2 separate regions of the Mus musculus genome follow, and region 1 is linked to region 2. The links are chromatin contacts, called in public HiChIP or PLAC-seq maps. All regions are on one chromosome and are shown on one strand. Each heading gives the region's core, a stretch centred on a gene start, on an enhancer-like site or on the middle of the called end of the contact. The rest is flanking DNA. Distances are from core to core; before and after follow the strand shown. Region 1 has its middle 9.3 kb from the start of Gm25846. Region 2 has its middle 52 kb from the start of Serpini2.

What was found. HiChIP or PLAC-seq counts read pairs in DNA pulled down with a chosen protein or histone mark.
Region 1: an H3K27ac HiChIP or PLAC-seq map of SST interneurons shows a contact between it and region 2, with 3 times the contacts expected there. The contact joins two enhancer-like sites. A contact is called at or near these places in 16 of 39 promoter capture datasets (the 3T3-L1 cell line, 3T3-L1-derived adipocytes, the C10 cell line and 10 more), 65 of 484 Hi-C or Micro-C datasets (the 63-12 cell line, the AML12 cell line, B cells and 50 more), 6 of 115 datasets of contacts at active chromatin or transcription factors (SST interneurons, acute myeloid leukemia, bone marrow-derived dendritic cells and 3 more) and 2 of 9 other capture datasets (embryonic tail and macrophages).

Annotation. Positions count from the first base shown.
Region 1 is chr3:75,703,547-75,707,527 of GRCm38.p6, forward strand. No RefSeq gene overlaps it. Among named protein-coding and RNA genes, the nearest start is that of Gm25846, 9.3 kb to the right of the region's middle. Within about 2 kb of position 1,830, at least 8 of the 459 cell types and tissues checked have an H3K27ac peak or open chromatin away from gene starts, as enhancers often do. A contact at or near this core is called in SST interneurons, where this site is marked.
Region 2 is chr3:75,215,854-75,219,367 of GRCm38.p6, forward strand. No RefSeq gene overlaps it. Among named protein-coding and RNA genes, the nearest start is that of Serpini2, 52 kb to the right of the region's middle. Within about 2 kb of position 1,313, at least 3 of the 459 cell types and tissues checked have an H3K27ac peak or open chromatin away from gene starts, as enhancers often do. A contact at or near this core is called in SST interneurons, where this site is marked.

The DNA of each region.
Region 1 (3,981 bases), core at 580-3,079, 490 kb after region 2:
AGGAGCCAATAGGAGTGAGGGTGTGGTAGAATTCGGAGAACAGGAAAGAAAAGAACAATGTTCTGGATATGTCTAGCAAGGTCCTTTCACGTGACAGCGAGAGCCAAATGTAAATCCTACAAACCTGCAGATATATTGCATATCTGACAGCTGAGTATCATTCCATTTCTTCACTGTAAGTTCACTTATTCCTAAAGGATACTATTATTACCTTCTTAATACTAAATCATGATATGTAATTATGATATTTGAATTGGATGCTTATATCTCTGATATACTATAATTAAAAAGAATTAAAACAATACAAAGAATCAATAAAACCAAGAGCTGTTTCTTTAAGAAAATCAACAAGATCAATAAACCCTTAGCCAAACTAACTAAAAGATGTAGAGACAGTATCCAAATAAACAAAATCAGAAATGAAAAGGGAGACATAAGAACAGACAATGGGGAAATTAAAAATATTAACAAAAACCCAAAATTCTTATTTCAAAAACTAATACTTCACAAAATTGCAAAACCTTACTGAAATGGATGATTTTCTAGACAAATACTATTTACCAAAGTTAAATCAAGAAAAAGTAAACTATTTAAACAGCCTTATAACCCCTAAAGAAATCATTAAAGTCTCCCAACCAAAAAAAGCTTAGAGATGGACACTTTTAGCTCAGAGTTCTACCAGACTTATACTCCTCAAATTATTCCACAAAATAGAAACAGACAGAACACTACCTAATTCATTCTATGAGGCTACAATCATCCTGATACCTAAACCACACAAAATCTCAAGGAAAAAAGATAATTTCAGATAATTTCACTTATGAACATCAATGCAAAACTACTTAATAAAATTCTCAAAAACTGAATTCAAGAACCTATCAAAAATATCATTCACCATGATCAAGGAGGCTTCATCCCAGGATGCAGGGATGGTTCAAGATATGAAAATCTATCAATGTAATCGACTATATAAGCAAACCGAAACAAAAATATTACAATAGGGCCGCCGTGTCTGGCATCAGTGGGAAAAGATGTGTCTAATGCTATAGAGACTTGAAGTGCCAGGGTGGGGGGGATGCACAGTGGGGGCCCACCCTCTCAGAAGAGAAGGGAAGGGGGGTAGGAGGGAGGAACTCTTTGAGGTGGCAGACGGAGGCAGTGTTTAGGTTGGAAAGGAAGAAAGAAAGAAAGAAAGAAAGAAAGAAAGAAAGAAAGGAAGGAAGGAAGGAAGGAAGGAAGGAAGGAAGGAAAAGGAAGAAAGAACAAAAGAGAGAAAGAAAGAAAGAAAGAAAGAAAGAAAGGAAGAAAGGAAGGAAGGAAGAAAGAAAGAAAGAAAGAAAGAAAAAAGAAAATTCAATTTTATAGGGGGAAAAGATGAAAAATATTGTCAATTGTGCCAAAAACTGTAGTTAAATTTGGTACTAAGAAGTTTTAAAATTCACAAAGACTGCCATCATTATATGTACATTTCCTTCATACAAATTTTTCCAGTTTTTAAAAAGCCTAATCTTTCACATCTTCATACATGGCAATTTCAGATCACCAACAACAGAGCTGTCCCTAGTTTCTGGTCTGCTCCACTGGGAAAGAGGAATAAACCAACATATCATTCTTTATTTTCAAACTGAACAACAGAAGACATGATGTCTTTAAAACTCTTGGAAGTGTTTAACATGTAGACATTAAGTTAGGTGGGTACTTGACTAGATTTACTCAGCTTACCAAAAAATAGTTACACTTTAAAATGATCTACATAATGCATTGGAGTCAGACAGCACACAGTGTACCAGATAATCACACTTCATTCAGCGAGTCTCTGAGAATCCAGATAGCCTGGGAACATTGCTGACAAAATGGAAAAGTACACAGATACTGAATTCCAGTTTTGGTTCTAAATACCGCTGTGTCAAGCCCATAAACTCAAACAAGAGCCACATAGATTGCCCTTAAAGACTAAATACTTTCATTTCCTTGATCAATCCCTCATGCTTATTTAATGCAAGTAGGTTTGGAAACAATCCTGTACTTTTGTGAGTTGACTTGGCTCACTGAAAAAAACAGAGATTCCTTTTAATAGAAAGGCCCTTTTAGCAGCTGGAAAACCTTAAGGAGAGCTTAGTTAGAGAGTTAGTTGTGAACTCCTTGAGTACACTGTGGATGACACATTGGGGATGGATCAGAACTGCAGGTTCATGGGGAGAACGGAAGGCATATGTAAGAAACTCTCACCATTTACTGTGCTCTTCATGACTGCAAAATAAAGTTGTAAGAACAAGAATAAAGAAGAAAGTTACCATTGGGTCCCCACCTTCAATTCTAATAAAAGTAAACTGAAGACAACAATAATTTCAAGCCTAGAGTCAGATGTTGTGAGTGTGACTGTGTTCCAAGGTTGTGGTTGTCACAGGCATTAAGACTTAGCAGGCTCTTGCTAAGACTAGAAGTCAATCATGGGATTAATTGCAATGCAAGTTCTGAACATCACACGATGACACCCTTCTGGGTGACTCAGGGTAAGCTGGACATGTAGAGGATCATACTTGAGCAAAGATGAAAACTTGTTTAAACTAAGTCTAGAAATACTTTTTACCAGACTCTGGGTTGACCCTTCGTCGGAAACATTATTTTTTAATTCAGTAATAAGAACAATGAGTATAATGTGTACACATCTTCCATGTTCAAGGTACAACCATCTTTCTTACATTTTTGTCTCCTGTGACAACAGTCTCACAGAATAGATGGAATTATTAGTTCCATTTTTTTTTTCAGGCTAAGAGCCTAGTCCTGGGGGAGATTAATTAATTTGTCCATGAAAGAATTAGGGATTGAATCTATGCAATGTAAGCCTTTTATACTTTAAAATATCTTTTCATTAGTGTTTCTTGACAGTCAAAAACCAGAAAGCAGTTCTGAATTTTAAAAAAGTGTATCTTTATACCAGTGAATTTAATTTGTTTAAGAATGGCTATTCACTTTTAAAATTCCCCTGAATTACTTTTCAATTTACATTTCTGATAAAGAGTGAGCTTCTTAAGGAACTTTTATTTTTCAAACACTTTTCCTTAGGTAGTTCTTTGCACATTCTGGGCACTCAAATGTGTGTGAGCCAAGCCAAATGAATCTATGAGCAAGCTGCCTGTTGGGGCTACCACAGCAGCATGGTAGCGGCACCTCCCAGATAAGCTTCCTAAAGACAGCCACACCGTGCCAGAGTTGGATGGTGAAATTTGCCAGCCAGTCCAATTTTGGGGTACAGTGTCATAACAACTTTAAAAGTGTGATTAGAAAATTCGTTGAGACTGAACATCTTAGAAGCACTTGTTCCTGTCTTTCCCACACAGAAAAGTCCTGGAGCAGCAATTCACAGATAAAGAATTCTCCTCTCTCCCTCTCCCTCTCCCTCTCCCTCTCCCTCTCCCTCTCCCTCTCCCTCTCCCTCTCCCTCTCCCTCTCCCTCTCCCTCTCCCTCTCCCTCTCCCTCTCCCTCTCCCTCTCCCTCTCCTCTTTCTCTCCCTCTCCCTCTCCTCTTTCTCTTTCTCTCCAAATTCATCAAACCAGTGAGATTTAGGTTAGAAAACTGTATTATTTAGGTAATTCTTATCTAAAGAACAGTTGGAAGGAAAAGACATAATTATCCAATGAGATCCTTGGTGAGCTGTGTTCTTTTCATTGATATCCTTTTTCTGTTCATTTATATATTTATTATTAAAAACTAAATTGGACCAGAAGGTACAGCTCAGTGGAAAAATACTTGTCTAGACATAGAGACCTTGGATTTGACCTTCAGAAGTATCAAAATTTTAAAGTGGTATAATTCATAGCATACCATACAGTATTAATTCCTGTACATGTTGAGTAATGTTCACACCAAGGAAAGCATTACTGCTTATTCTTTTTAAAAATCATTTTATTCACTTATACTCCAAATGTTGTGCCCTTTCCCAGTCCACCCTCTAAGAGTTTTTTCACACCCCCTCCATT
Region 2 (3,514 bases), core at 63-2,562:
ATCCTCCTCTGGGGCTGGAGTTATAGATAGTCATGTGTAGCAAGTACTCTTGCCCACTGAGCCATCTCTCCCACACACCCTAATGGATATTTTAATTATAAAAATTCCATTAACAAGTCTCTTGCTCTTTTATTCCAAAGGACAAGGGATATTGAATTTTAAGACAGAACAAAATTAAATAACTTCCATGGCATTTTATTTAAATACTATTAAAAAGCAGAGATAGTTGTGTTTCTATTTTCAAAAGTGAGAGAGAAACAGAGAGAAGGTTATTAATCCTCTCCCTCCTTTCTGGCACTTAAAGAAATTAACACCACAATGTTTTATCTTACTAATATTGGAGAATAAAGACTTTTAAGAAAATCAAATGGTCTTACTCACATGGCAAGCATGGCATTGTTTGCCTTCTCTTTTTCTTTTCTAATCAATAAATTCCTTGTGTTTCATTTATAAACATAAATAATTTGATTATTCATGATATGTTGATTAAGGATTCCTTTCTGTTGCATGTTAGTTTTCTTCTCAGGCTTCCTTTAAATGTATTAATAGTCACCAAATGAACTCCTAAATTTTAATAAGGAAGCAGCACCTGGAATTAATGTTACCCAAACAGCTATTGCACACTGTGTTGATATCCCACAATGTTCCAAACATAAGAATAGTCCTGAAATTTCTCAATATATACAAACATAAACACAGTTTCTTTGGTACTTTGTGAAAAAAAATGTCATGTGTGTGTTATTTCATAGCTTTAACTTCCTTGAAACATTGCTTAGTATTAGACACCAATATTTTACTCCCAAATGTAACTTGTCAAAATAGAATTGTGTGAACTAGCAAAAGGCAGAGGGTTCAAAATTTTCTGCATCTCCCCCCAAAAACATTGTTTGCACAGTAGTCAATAAATAAAAGGAAAAGTCAGGAGGGAGCCTTTTATGGTAAGAGAAATGCAGAGGATGACAGAAGTTATAAGACTGAGAAAAAACAAATCATCCTTAGAACTTTCCTTTGAAACAGCATTGCCTTTCAAAAGGAAAAATGTCCTGCCAAGTCAGCAGCCTTTGAGAGGGGGTAAATTTTAGGTGACTTTTGAAATACTAAACAAGCTTCCTGGCAAATATATAGAGCAGAGATAGATAGACTAAATGGGCTTCCTTATCAAAATGAGCCTACACTTAGAATATCACAGATTGCACACAAGTAAAATCAAGTAGAGAGGATGGAGGCAACAGTGGAGTACATCCATCCTGATAGCCTCCTGATAGTCAAGAGGAAAATGCATCATCTGTAGTATTCCCACATTTACTGGTCCTTTTTGTCTTGCTATATGGAGAAAAAATATGAATGAGCTCTAATTCTTGTTTAGTCACAGAACTGTTCAGTCAAGCAAGATGATAATGAATCTCTACAATGGGAAATTGATTGCAGGCTCTCAAAAATCTCAGTTTATTTATGTTTCAGAAATCTGTAGATGTGTCAGGATTTCTTAGTGGATTTTTTTTCTTTTCGCCACTTTATCTCGTGAAAAGCAGATGATAACAGATGAAATGCAAATGTATTTTGTCTTGAAGTGTCAGCCTACAACAAATATAAAAAGGGATATGCTTTTCTGAAGAGCGGGATAATCTAGTCAGTAATATATTTTCTCTGTAGAAGACTCTTCAATAGCACCTTGAGAGGCTACAAGATGCCCACATTGGTAGCAGCAGATTGAAAGTGTTTATTGTTTAACAATTGTCTTTACATCTCTTATCTACAGATGAAAGTATGCATACTCTCTGCTACATGCAAAGCCTTGTTGATTTTTAACTTTTGATAATAGTTTTATATATAGTATATGGTAAGAAACTTTGAAATATACTATTCATATATGGTTTTGCTTCATGACACAATTGAATTAGGTGGGGGTAGCAATAGGTCAGGTCTAAAATCATCAAAAACTATTGATAGGAAATCTGATAGACATCTTAATTCATCAAGCAATTTGAAGGCAGAAAGTCATGTGGTTGGAGGAATGCCATGGGGTCACCTTCAGGGCACTTTGCAGTATCTGTAAGGAACTATTGGGAATCTCAAATTAACAATAGAATATGTAGGGTAAGTGTCGAGAAACAGGGCATGCTATGGATGGTTATGACAGTTGAAATCACAGGAATATCTGAAGTGAACTATCATATACCGAGAGAGAGAGAGAGAGAGAGAGAGAGAGAGAGAGAGAGAGAGAGAGAGAGAGGAGAGAAATAGATGTGACTCGAACATCACAGTAGACAGTAGAAGACAATACAGCAACAAAGATCAAAATTGATGTGTGAGGAAATGACATGGTATCCAGAAAGGTGCGTTATACAAACCAAGGAGAAACAGGAATTTTAAAAAAGAGCAAAAATGTAGCAGGTTCTTAAGCAACCAAGGTATTCTGTTCTTCCCAAATAGAGGGTTATCACCACTTCTTCTGAATTATTCTGATACAATGTACATGGCAGCTCAGAGATGATTAGCTTTTAACCACATATTTTAACGAGCAGCTCTGTCTGTGTGCAGATTTTATGAGAGGCATTTATCTACTAAATGAAATGATGAACAAATCTACTTCTGGTTTTCATCGCAGTTTTGAGCAGGTTTGGTCTCCCTTTCAGCAATGCTTACAAGTAGAGATATTTTCCAGGGAACTCATGACATTGGAAGTTGTATAAACTGATGAAAGTGCTCGAGAAATCTAAATCAGGCATGTAAATAAAAAAATCCCCTTTTTGAACAATCCTGATTTGACCATGACAGATAAATCCAGGAGAAAATTTCACAGGCCATAGCTCATGGTAGCTGGTGAGCACCTCCTTTCTCTGAGATCTGTTGAAAACTCAAAAGAGGAGGAGGCACCAGGCAAAGCTCAGCATGTGCTGCCTCTGTAAGTAAGAGAAGAAATGGAGCCCCCAGAGTTGTGTCTCTAGTTGCATATGTAGCAGAGGATGGCCTAATCAGCCATCAATGGAAGGAGAGGCCCTTGGACTTGTGAAGATCATATGCCCCAGTACAGGGGAATGCAAGGGCCAGGAAGCAGGAGTGGGTGAGTTGGGGAGCAGGGTGAGGGGAGGGTATAGGGGGCTTTGGGGATAGCATTTGAAATGTAAATGAGAATATCTAATAAAACAACAACAAAAAAAAACCTGCTACTTGTCTACTAAGAAAAACAAAGAGAATAAATGGAAACCTTGCAACACAGAAACTTTCATGTGTAGAAATTGGTAATTGAAAAATCGCAAAATAATTTTAAAAAAGCATCTTTCTCCTAGTATCTCTGAATTACCTGCTTGCCTACAGACCCAGGAACTAGATAAGGAGCTGTTACCTGAATTCTTTTTTTTTTTTCATTTTCAAACAAATTTAATTGGAAGATTTTACAATATTTTTTATAATTTTAAAAAGGAAACTTTTTTTATTGGATATTTTCCTTATTTAGCTCTGCCAAAGTCACCTCATTTCTTTCCCCTTTCACAAATGAACACAAAGCAGGCAG